Regions from separate parts of the Mus musculus genome. Here regions 2 and 3 are each linked to region 1. Evidence: chromatin contacts called from public Hi-C and HiChIP or PLAC-seq data. All regions are on one chromosome and are shown on one strand. The core of a region is the stretch at or near the end of the contact, and the rest is flanking DNA. Distances in the headings are between cores, read along the strand shown. Region 1 overlaps Rad51b (RAD51 paralog B). Region 2 overlaps Rad51b (RAD51 paralog B). Region 3 overlaps Rad51b (RAD51 paralog B).

Region 1 (3,774 bases), core at 946-3,445:
AGCTGCTCTGGAAAACAGCCAAAATGAATGAGATACAACAAGCCTTCGGTGTTATTGTAAGCCACAGAGAGGCAAGGCCCCTCATTTTAAAAAGCTCTGTAGAGTTTAAAGTTTCATGTGTATTTGGTCTGGGGCAAGTATAGCCCTGAACTTCCTCCAGGAAAAGGTTCTATTGCAGGAGCGCCCAAAGGGCCCCGCCTCCCTGGGCAGATAGTGACTTGATGGAGCTAAAGCAGTGTAGCATCCCAGTGAGCCTTTCTGCTGTTTGGCTAGTGGAGGAAGATTGACACAAACCTTGGCTAGCCCTGTCTTCGTGGCCTCTAGAAAAGACTAGAGAAAAATCTGTTTGTCTTAGAAAGTGGATGGTCTAGCAGAGGGGAGAAAGGAGAGGGCTAGATCCTCTGGGACCAGTGTGCTTGTGTAGTGTACACAACACGACACCCAGGGATACCAGGCAAAGCTAACTCCTGGCATTCTCCCAAAGGATGGACAAGCTGAGATGTTCAAAGCAGGTCACCCTCCATAGAGGAAAAGCTCACGAGCCTGAGGTGGCTGTGAGTCGCGTCCTGCCCTGGCAGTCATGGTCATGTTCCAGGCTTGATGGCGCTTCAGTGTGACTCTTGTCTGCAGTTCACGTCAGTGGGCTCTCATTACTGTCTTCCTAAGTCCTGTTGACATTTGTAGGCAGAGAAGAAATCTGGATAAGGAAAATTCTTTTCTTGACATTGTTTAAAAGCATTACTAAAAAAAGAACAGACAGTATTTTCAGAGCTATGTGGAAGCAATGACGTTCGTGGTCAGTGTGGAAGCTCAGGTGGGTAGCTTGGTGAGCTGTTTCAGGCCACAGCCATTTGTGAGCAGCCTGGGATGTTCTGATATGGATACGAACACATTCATACTTCAGTGGCCACCTTTTTCTTCCCAAGACTGTCTTTTCTAGCATACAGCTTTTAGGATTTTTCTGGAAAAATTGCATTGTATTGGTTTGTGATGAGCTTAAGTTTCCAAAGAAATCCTACTGGATCCTCAAGACTGTTTCGTGTAAGGGGAAGAGTGGGTATCAGAAGCAAGCCATCTTTTTATCTTAGAAGTGGCAGGAGGTGGCTGTTCAGTCTACAGCTGACTTATCTGTGTATTTACAAACTGCAACTGAGGACAGCGAAGTGGCTTTGCTTGAAGTTACACAGAAAGTTAGTTCAGGAACAGCAAAGAAAAGCCCTGCCTCCTCATGCCTGGCTTGTCATCACAATGTGAGCTCTGTCCAGAAGAAGGGAATTCAGTCCTGTTGCTTTAAGAAATTTTGTGGGCCAGGCAGTGGTGGTACACCTTTAATCCCAGCAGATTAAAGGCAGAGGCAGGCAGATTTCTGTGAGTTTGAGGCCAGCCTGGCCTACAGAGAAAGTTCTAGGACAGCCAGAGCTACACAGAGAAACCCTGTCTTGAAAAAAAAATATTGTGAATATGTAAGACATTGAAGTGGCTTGTCAAGGTGGGCTCGTTATCCTGGATGAAGCATAATTTTAAAGAAATGTATTTGGAACACTCTAATTTTAACCTATGTTCTAATTCTAGCCCACAGAATTTTTGCTCAAAGTGCCCCCGCATACATTTTGTTCGAGCAGACCCTCAAGGCAGTTTTGTGGAAGTAGGAAAGACACATCTAAGTACAGCTGTTTTCCAGAAACAGAACTGAAGCTGGAAGCTGTGTGTGACCCAACCACACTGCTAGGAAGCTGCTGAGCGGGGCTCACGCCCAGGCGTGCAGGCCAAGCCCACGGCTTATCTCATTGCCCCACCATGCGTGTTGCTAAAATGATGTTTTAAAAAGCAGTCCCTTTTCCTCATCTTCTCCTGCAACGGCTACACTTTTCCTGCCCTGCCCGAGACAGTGCTGCCGTAGCCACACCATTTACCATATGTGGAGGGAATGGGCCTTCTCCTCCGCGCCTTCACTTCAGACCCAGTACTCTTTGCTTCCCCTTCAGATGTGAGGGGCTGCTGGGGTTATTGGCAGTGTCTCACTAGGCTGCCAGCGTTGAATAACCTTCATTTAAAACAAAAACAAACAAGGGAACAAGGGATAGGGAATTTAGCAAAGTTCTTGGCTCCCTTTTCTGGCTCTTCTTGAAACCCAGCATGCATTGTCAAGACGTGCTGCTTGTTTTCACACTGAACGCTAGGTGGCAGGGTGGCCACACCACTGGCTGTGGTCCCAGGGACAGGAATGAGGAGGCCTAGACCATCTGTGGCTTGGGGAGATTAGGCTAACCAACCTGGCTGATCTCTGCTTGACAGGGAACTGCCCGCAGTGAGTCTGAAACATATGCTTCCAAGATACTGCCTTTAAGTTTCCTTCTCCCTTTATTCCCTCAGCCCACTTGCAGTTTAATTTTTCTGCCCCATTGCATTCTGGTAGTAGAGGGCAGACACTGCCTGCCAGCAGCTGCCTCGAAGGGCAGATTGTGATGGGAGCACACAGTGGTGCTGGCACTCTTGCCTTGGCATGTCATTTGGGTCATGGGTGTCTGAAGGTAAGACCTTCCCTTGAGTTCATTAGATATTTCTCAGAGGGACAGCAGACTGAGCCTGAAGATCATAGTAAGCCATTACCCTACGATCACTCACTGTCCCCACTAACTCAGATACGCTGAAGATCACAAAAACAAGCAAACAAACCAAACAACAACAGAAGGCAGATTTTTGTTTTGCTGGCATGGCGCCATCTTGATTCTGCTGTGTAGCTAGACTGGCAGAGCTGCCGTAGGTGGGTGAGACATGGCTTCCAGTTTTTGTTCTTGTTTTCTTACCTAATAGTGTACTGGGGTCTGCTACCCTGGATGCCTCGCAGGCCACAGGCCGCAGGCCACAGTAAGCTAAATAAAGCACCAGTACAAGTTGTGTCCTTTCATGTTGTAGAGAGCATGAACTCCGGTTACAGAAATACTTCTCTGGATCTTTGGATTTTTTTTTTTTTTCTAAGAAAGAAGAAACACCATTAAAACAAAACATTGTGTACCAACTGAGGATAGCACCCTGACAGTACCCACCTTGAGACTTCAGTTAAAAAAAAAAAAAACAAGTCTGAATGTAGAAAATTGATCAAACAGAAAGATTTCGTTTTAATTACAAAGCATTCTTTCCTCACAGCTGAAACCACAATCAGATTTCATTAAACAGTGAGTAGTGAGTTCCTGATGTGGATTGTAAGTGACTCCATCGATGAGAATTAAAAAAAAAAAAAAATAGACTGTGTAAGTCGCAACTTTTCAGGAACTCACTTGTTGCGTAATACCAAGAACCAAGTGTCTTTGTACAAGAACCAAAATCACTTTGTACATATTCTTACATCACGACCTACCATTTCCCAACTGGGGAACCCAAAGCATTTTTTGGTTTTCAGCTAAGAGTCCTGATAAAATCCTAATTTTGCACATACAGCGTTGGTGACACTGAAGGGCCTCGTGAATGTGACCAAGGTGACTCGTCTACAGGATAGTTCTGTAGATGAAGGCCCAAGTGTTCTGCTGATTCAGTTGCCTAATGGACTTTCATTAAATTCAGCAATATGACTTTTGAGAATACCTCAAACAACGTACATAAAGCAGGCCAAGGATATTAATTGCAGGCTTTGAAGCTGGAAGAGGGTGGTGAGACCTTCTCCTTCCCTAAGAAAGAAATGTCATAAAAATTCCAAAGCAGAGATCAAATTTCCAGGGGGAGGGGCTTCTTTATTGTTTCCTCTAATAGCTGCTCTTGAGCCTTCTAGAGTGCTGT
Region 2 (3,774 bases), core at 606-3,105, 120 kb after region 1:
CCGTCCACTTCACCACAGAAGCCCTTTCACAGTCCCTTGTGTGCCTGCCATTATAAAGACTGGTCTGTCTCACTCCTGACTGTTTTTCTACTCCTTGTGTCTTTGCTTGGCATATATAACTGGCACTTAGTAAACATTTGTCGAATGACTTAAGGCATTAGGTAACTGAAACACAAGAGAATTGTGGGCCTTATATTGGCTTGGAGAGTCTTAATCTATAAATCTGGTAGGGTTTCTGAAGTGTTGACACTGGCTTAAGTGAAAGTCACCAAGTTGAAAATAAAAGATTAACGTTGGGGGAGGAGGTTGTGAGATGATGCTTCCAACACATTGGCAAGGTTCTGATTCTTAATATAGAGGGATCCTGGCTACTCCTGAACTAAAGAGACAGAAACCTGCTCATTTCATATATATCCACTGCAGAGCTATTGGAGAAACCTACGGAGTTTTACAAACTGTAAGGGTATTGTTATTTTATGGTTGTTCACCTAAAAGCCTCGGTAACACCTGTTTTCCCTGGTCATAATTTTGGAGATACTCGAAGCCATCCTGCCTCTGGTTTTGTTTCATGAACCTACCTTAACCCTTAAACTACGAAGAGCACAATATTTTGTTGAGCACCTACTTTGTACTTTGTGTTCTAGGTTATAAGTTGAATACCTGGAGTCTTTCACTAAGCTTCATGGGATCTTTACCAGTGGATCGATCGCATCATGTAAGAGAAGACTAGCATCATGTCCTAGTGTCAGGACAGTCTTTCAGACTTTCCTGATGACCTAATGTTCTCTGTTGGGGACATGCTGCAGAGAAGTACAGGAGATTTTTTTTTTTTTTGAAAAGCCAGAACACTTGCTAATACCTCAGACAGGGATGTACGTTGTATGATGCACTGCACGGCGCCCCAGCTTTCAGAGACCACCTCTTACCAGAAGTTTGCCAACCCCAGCTCTTAGAGAGATTCAGCCCAGCAGCCTCAGTCAGTCCTCTCATCCGACAGTAATCAAAAGTTGCTTGGTAAATCAGTGGGGCCGAAAACATTCTTGGCAGTTCAAACAGCCAGCGGTAAGAACAAGCTTTCTTTACTTGCAATGAGTTCATTATCCAAGGGCCAGAAGTGCTCAAAATCATTGATTGGCTAATTATAAGTAACTCAAGGGCCATAATGCTTCAGTCCCTCTGTGGGAATATTTATAAGTGCTCAAGTTCAGCTCAGATAAAAGAGAGGGATGCCACCCAAGAAAACTGCAGGAAAAAGCCTAGAATTAGATGGCATGGGATGTTGCCAGTCTGAAAGAGGAAGGATCAATATATCACTGAATTTTACAAACCAACCTTGGAAAACAGATTCCCTGTGTCCTTCCCAGCTTTAGGATGGGATGCAAAACTAGGGGCTTTCCCCCTTTACTCGCGGTAGTAAGTCTACCCTGTTTTCTTAGGAAGGGAAGCAGTTGCTTTAACACTCTGGCTAGATTCCCAACATGAACAGGGTGGCCCGATTAAAACAGGCCTGTGGATGCTTCTGCGTGAGGGAAGGGGTTAGCTGTAAAGCACCACGTGCTTGTGGGTGTTTAATGAATATGAGCTGATTAAATTGGCCACCCTGAATTATAACCTCATCCCTCTGGAGCTCCTCTCTGGCTCTTAGCTCAGGACCATGTTCATCAAACTTTCTGCCCAAACTTGCTAGGCAGAAATGCTTCCTCCTAAAGTTGCCTGTGTTTTCCACCCAACGTTTCTTTGTTTCAAAGATGCGCAGTAGAATGTGACCATGGGAGACCCTTCCCTTCGGATGCAGGCCCAGCTGCAGTGACGGCAGCCACACCCACAGCACTTCCCCTCAAACCTGCTGCCTCCATCTGTTTCCCCATCTCTGGACTAGTACAAAGCCAGTGTCTGTCTGGGACAGATAGTGAGCTGAGTAGCAGACAGAGGAGGCCTTGTCTAAAGAAGGAAAAACTACTGTTCTAGAAACCGGGCGACCTAGCTTTCTGGCTGGATTGTGCTAAGAGCCATCTGTGTGGTTAGGAGAGTCATTTGTTCCTTCACCCATAAAAGGCAAAGGCGAGACAAAAATCAATATTTCTCAAATTGTGGGCTCTGGGACTTGGGGTCTGCAAGTTCTATGAGATTTTTAAAATTTTTATACTCTTACCACCAAAGTTTTTTTTAATTATTATTATAAAGACAGTATAATTACAGTTGAAAGACACTGAAAAAAATAAATAAATAATAAGTTTCTTAAATTGGTGATTCTAAAACTTATGTAACATTTTCTGGAGGTTTCTCGGTATATTATGGGAATCTCAAATAGTTGTTTTTTTAAAAGGACTCCGTGAATCAATAGAATTTTCTATAAAGCAAAACATCTTCGTTTTAAGTTTTTTTTTTCTTCCCCCCACAGTACGCTTAACTCTCTCAATGCATGGGCTTCCTTTGTTTTTACAATCAAGATATTTGCTCCTTCGCCAAAACTTTCCATGAAACTGTAAAGAGTGTGTTTCTTACAAAGGCTGCTTTTCCCTTTAAGATTTGGAGCATTGGGCTGGGCTGATATAACTCAGTGGGAAAAGAACTTGCCACATAAGCATGAGGACCTGAGTTCAAACCTCTAGAGCCTGTGGAAATCTGGTACTGTAACCCTTGTCTGTAATCCTGGTGCTCCTACATGGACCTGGGAAACAAGAGCATCGCTGGGAACTCATGGGCCACTGAGCCTGGTATTTGAGACAGAGGAGAACAGAGACCCTGCCTTAAACAAGGAGGAAGACAAGGAAGGACGGATATTCAGCCCTCCGCTTGTACCATAACACACATGCAGCCTCATATACCTAAACACACACACACACACACACAGAGAGAGAGAGAGAGAGAGAGAGAGAGAGAGAGAGAGTGTCAAAGGTCAAAGGCTGGAGATATGGATCAGTGTTTAAGAACACTGGTTGCTTTGCTTTGCTAGAGGACACAGGTTCAGTTCTTAGTACCCACATGATAGCTAACAACCAATTAATATTGTATTTCTGAGGGATCAAATGCCTTCTTCCAGCCTCCTTATGTACTATATGCACATAATGCATAAACATACATGCAGAAAAAAAAAACACCCATGAAGATTTAAAAAGAATCAGAGCATCATAAGTCATTGTTAATCAACCTTATCAACTGAGACTACCTTTCTTTTATCTCTCAACCCTTATAAACCTAAGATTAAATTTAGTTGTGCATTTTAAATCATATTTTACAAAATGCATTTGTGCATACCATCCATCTATCTATTTATTTTGTGTGCACATGTGTGGGCAGGGTGCATATATGGAGCTCAGAGGACAACTTATAGGAGTTAGTCACCGAGTTCTATCATGTGGGTCTTGGGCATCAAACCCAGGTCCTCGGGCTTGGTGGCAAGAGCCTCTACTACTGAGGCATCTCACTGCCTTTATCCCTTTTGATTTTCAGTAGACATTGTCTGGTAGCATGATGTCCATTATAGAAAGGAGGATAATTTCACCATAAAAAATCACCTGGTGTTTCCTGATTCATTCTCTCCAGCAAAGCTTTCCTATTCTTGGAATGGCGAGAGAGTAGACGGGGTATCTGTTAGTCGTTCTACTGCGCTGATCCAGGGCTACTTGTTTCAGGAAATAGTAAATGGGGCTTCTCATTCAAGGATAGACTGGCACTGCCAGGTGTCAGTCACATGACATCAGTTTGGACTTAGTCTCAGCCCAGTTCCTGGTGTATACAGGTACTCTGTATTTATTGAATGTTGAGTAAGTA
Region 3 (3,774 bases), core at 480-2,979, 95 kb after region 1:
GAAACACAAGCCATAGCTATTACTGTCGCTGCATCTCATACACCTCCTGTGACAGGTTCTGATGGTACAGTTATTTAAATGTATAAAATACAGCGTAAAGCTCGGGAAATTATCTTAAAGCCCGCCACAGTAGCAAGTAGCAAGTAGCAAAAATGAAGACATATTTCAGAGTTAACTAGGGCAATGGCCTAAATCAGAGATTGCAACTGGTGACTGCTGGGACTAGGATCGCAAGATTTTCAAGCTCAGGAAATTGTTAGTAAAAATCAAAAGTTTCTCACTTGTGGTTCTTTGTGATCTTGGGTGTAAATAGGTCGCGCATGACTCGATGGCCTGTGGGGAAACCTACAAAGGTTCCGTATGTGTGGATTCTGGATAAACACGAGGACTGTTTAACTGGCCGAGCTCCCCTACGTGTAATGCGTAAGCACACGGGCAAGCAAAACTAGGAACTGAAGAATGCCTCTGTCTCACAGTAGAGATCCGAGAGGTCAACAAACCTTTCTGTAAAGGTCCTGATAAATACTAGAGACTGTGTATATTAGATGGTCTTCGAAGCAGTTCCTCTCTTCTGCCATTATAGCCTGCCACGGACTGTGAACAGTTAAGCATGGCTATGTTTCTGTGAAATATGAAGGCTGGGAACTTGAATCTCATGTAGTCCCCACATGTCACAAATATGTTTTCTATTGTCCTTGTTCAAATTAAGAAAAAAATCACTAAAACCATTCTTAGCTGGTGGGCCATATAAAAACAGGAGGCAAGCCTCAGCACGTAGATTGCATGGACACTGGATAGTTGCCATTGTAAAGCCTTGCTCTTAGTCTGTTTAAAGCTAGCCAGTCCCCACCTCCACCCCAAGACCTCTGCCCCCGCCAAATGAGCTAGGCTGTTTTGTCCTGTGTGGAAGCTAAGGGAATTCTCTTTTCTCTATGTTTTCCCATTCTGAAGAAGCTGCTTGATACCCTGCATGGATGTAGAAAAGCCAAATGGTTCACCTTGTGTTTTCCAAACCCTCAGAGACTAGTCTACATTTCAGACAGCCTGGGTGATGAGTGAGCCCCGTGCTTCCCACAAGGAACCCTATCCCTTAAGCATCTGTGGCCCAGTCAAATTTATGCATGGAAAGGCTAAGTGAAATCTATTAATATCCTAGCTAGAAAGAAAACTATAAAGTTACACATATATGCAAGTGTGTGTGTGTATTCCACAGTTCAAAGTGTAGTCAGCAGAAAAAGCTTGCACACTGTTGCGTGGGGAGGAAACCGGTGTCTTTGAAATAAAATACCCTGCCATTGGCATATCCAGGCTTGAAGCCTGACTGCAGCTTTTAGCTTCCACCACGTGTTTACATTGGAAATCTCTCTGTGCACATATAGAGTTAGTTCTCTTATGAAATCATGTCTCTAGGGAAGGATAATTTAAAGCCATTTCCGTTTGTTATGTCTGAGCTGAACTAGACTATTAGGGCTTGTTAACGCTGGATAAACTTGAGCCCTATAACTGCCTTCATCTGCAGATTATAGAATCTGTCCAACAAATTGCATTCTGATGTTCTCAGAATAGATGGCTGAGCAAGCAGGGTTCTCTTTAATTCATATTCCATCACCACAACTGTCTTAGGAATCATGATTCTGACCTTCATGCTCACTTGGTGTAGCAGAGATGATCTGTCAGATGGCCGAAGGCAACAGTAATGGAGACCCTAAACTCCATCTGCATCTGCGCTCTTCTAAGGCAGAGCAGGCAACGGCTGGCAGCAGAAAACTGCTGGCAAAGCATCTTTCTTCAGCATGTCTCCCTTCCCCCAAGTCTTAGCATAAATCAATGTTAGGTCTACTGAAATAGCGTGTGTGGTCTGCACTTAGAAATTTCATTTGAAAATTATATTGTGGCAACCATGAGACAGAGGGATAAACTACAATAAGTTTCTCTCAGCTGGTGTTTAAAGTGAACAGAGCAGAGTGAAGATAGACAGTTGCCCTGATTTAGTGAAGGGGAGGTGGCGGCTGCCCTGGTATAGTCGGACTCCCTCCATTCCCATCCATCAAACCCACTGAGCACGCTTGCTCTGTTGCTTACCCTGAAGGCTACAGCTTATTACTGCTCTCTGCTTCGCATACCAAGATGATCCAGAATAGAAACTGCATCAGTCTGACTTTGTTTACAGAAGAGCCTACCAGAAGATCTGGCACGGCTTCAGGGAAGTCATGGGTGGGGTGACAGAGCAGTGGTGTTCCCAAGCAGTGTATTGGCCTCCAGCTCTAGAAAAGGATTCCTACCCCATAGCTCTGCTAAATTCAGTTTTACAATAACTGAGGGAAGGCGCTGTCTTAGGCCTTCCTTTGTGTTGGTGTTCTAGCTGGCAATGGGGTATGGAGATGGATTGGACCTTGCTGTAGGGCAACTGTGTGGTTTAAGCCACCCTGATCTAGACCAGACCCAAAGGATATCAGAAAGGGAGGAGAGACATGAAGTAGTGGCATTTGGAGTGGGAATAGCATTTTAACTCATGAGGGAAAGAATCTGCTACACTCAGGGGACGCAAGCAGAAACAGTAGAAACTTCAGCTCCTGTTCCTCCCTCATCCTTAGGTCTTCTCTTGATCAATTCATGAGTGCCTGAGGTGAACCAGACAGACATGGTCTCTACCTCCACAAAGCATAGAGTCTGAAGGAAGAATAAACATGAGTCAAAGAACCCTTGTCTCTACCTCAAAGGAGATGGCTGCACTGAGGGAACTGAGAGCTTCTGCAAGAAAGTCAGACACACTTTACAGGCCTTGGCTAAGGAAGGGAGTAGCCATTGGTGAGAGCATTTCATGGAGGAAAGTTGTCATGTATACTGTGTGTAAGAGACTGTAAGAAAGTGACGACATGTGGTCTGCACACATAGGCCGGAGTCAGGGGCAGCCTACAATGGAGTTTTTGTCTTCACTCGAAAGCAAATGAAAACTGTTGACCTGCTTCAAGCAACAAAAGAGATTAGGAGATGAGATTTTCTTGTTGGAAAGATACTGTTGTAGCATAGAGAAGGGATTAGACAGGTAAGTGAGGGAGTGCCCCGGGAAGCAGATGTGAGTGTACAGGTGAGTGATACTATTTGCACCGAGGTGATGTGGGTGACGTTAAAGAGACAGTAGTCATGGGCTTGGATTGTATCTCAACTGTAGAGCACTTGCCTAGTATATTCAGGGCCCTTTGTTCCAAACTGGGGGATGGGAGGACTGAGGAGAAGTTCAGGAAGTGAATTCATAGGCTGATTATTGCCTTAGCCTCGGAGATGTCTGCAGTACTTTGGGGATGGTATAGTGAAGAGGGTAAAGAGGTCTGGGCATTTGAGAGTCATTTCCCTGCAGGGGACTACTGATCCATGAGAAGAGATAAAGTAAATAGCAACTGAACTCCTGACAGAATTAGTTAATGGAGGAGCCCCAGGTCTCTGGGGCCTGTACTTAAATAGTATATAAATACTATATAAAGCTCCTGTGAGGATAATACAGTGCACACACACACACACACACACACACACACACACACACACACACACACTCGTGCATTCGTGCATGTGCATGTTCCTCCCCTATCACCATTTCCACAAAACAAACTAAATAAATAAATAAATAAATAAATAAATAAATAAATAAATAAAGCTAAAGCAGTGCAGAACTTTCCTGACCATGAGATTACAAAAAGCAATATTAGGAACATGAACTATATCATAATCTCAAAAAGGAGAAAAAAAGGGGGGGGGGGAGCTATGGTTTTTACTGCT

Evidence for each region. Hi-C and Micro-C count contacts between places; a contact is called where the count stands out from the background. HiChIP or PLAC-seq counts read pairs in DNA pulled down with a chosen protein or histone mark.
Region 2: an H3K27ac HiChIP or PLAC-seq map of heart atrium shows a contact between it and region 1, with 13 read pairs. The contact joins two enhancer-like sites. A contact is called at or near these places in 1 of 39 promoter capture datasets (the 3T3-L1 cell line), 31 of 484 Hi-C or Micro-C datasets (the 3T3-L1 cell line, B cells, the G1E-ER4 cell line and 23 more), 10 of 115 datasets of contacts at active chromatin or transcription factors (the 230-238 cell line, CD8 T cells, bone marrow-derived dendritic cells and 6 more) and 2 of 9 other capture datasets (bone marrow-derived macrophages and embryonic stem cells).
Region 3: a Hi-C map of uterus shows a contact between it and region 1, with 4 times the contacts expected there. The contact joins two enhancer-like sites. A contact is called at or near these places in 1 of 15 datasets of contacts at CTCF or cohesin (CD8 T cells), 22 of 484 Hi-C or Micro-C datasets (B cells, the C2C12 cell line, CD4 T cells and 13 more), 14 of 115 datasets of contacts at active chromatin or transcription factors (CD8 T cells, astrocytes, differentiating embryonic stem cells and 7 more) and 2 of 9 other capture datasets (adipose tissue and embryonic stem cells).

What each region holds. Positions count from the first base shown.
Region 1 is chr12:79,610,691-79,614,464 of GRCm38.p6, forward strand. All of the region lies in intron 7 of Rad51b (RAD51 paralog B), which reads left to right. Among named protein-coding and RNA genes, the nearest start is that of Gm36048, 190 kb to the right of the region's middle. Within about 2 kb of position 2,196, at least 163 of the 459 cell types and tissues checked have an H3K27ac peak or open chromatin away from gene starts, as enhancers often do. A contact at or near this core is called in the G1E-ER4 cell line, cerebellum, cerebral cortex and 4 more, where this site is marked.
Region 2 is chr12:79,731,041-79,734,814 of GRCm38.p6, forward strand. All of the region lies in intron 8 of Rad51b (RAD51 paralog B), which reads left to right. Among named protein-coding and RNA genes, the nearest start is that of Gm36048, 66 kb to the right of the region's middle. Within about 2 kb of position 1,856, at least 50 of the 459 cell types and tissues checked have an H3K27ac peak or open chromatin away from gene starts, as enhancers often do. A contact at or near this core is called in the G1E-ER4 cell line, cerebellum, cerebral cortex and 3 more, where this site is marked.
Region 3 is chr12:79,706,417-79,710,190 of GRCm38.p6, forward strand. The region is part of intron 8 of Rad51b (RAD51 paralog B); the gene reads left to right. Among named protein-coding and RNA genes, the nearest start is that of Gm36048, 91 kb to the right of the region's middle. Within about 2 kb of position 1,730, at least 34 of the 459 cell types and tissues checked have an H3K27ac peak or open chromatin away from gene starts, as enhancers often do. A contact at or near this core is called in palatal mesenchyme and uterus, where this site is marked.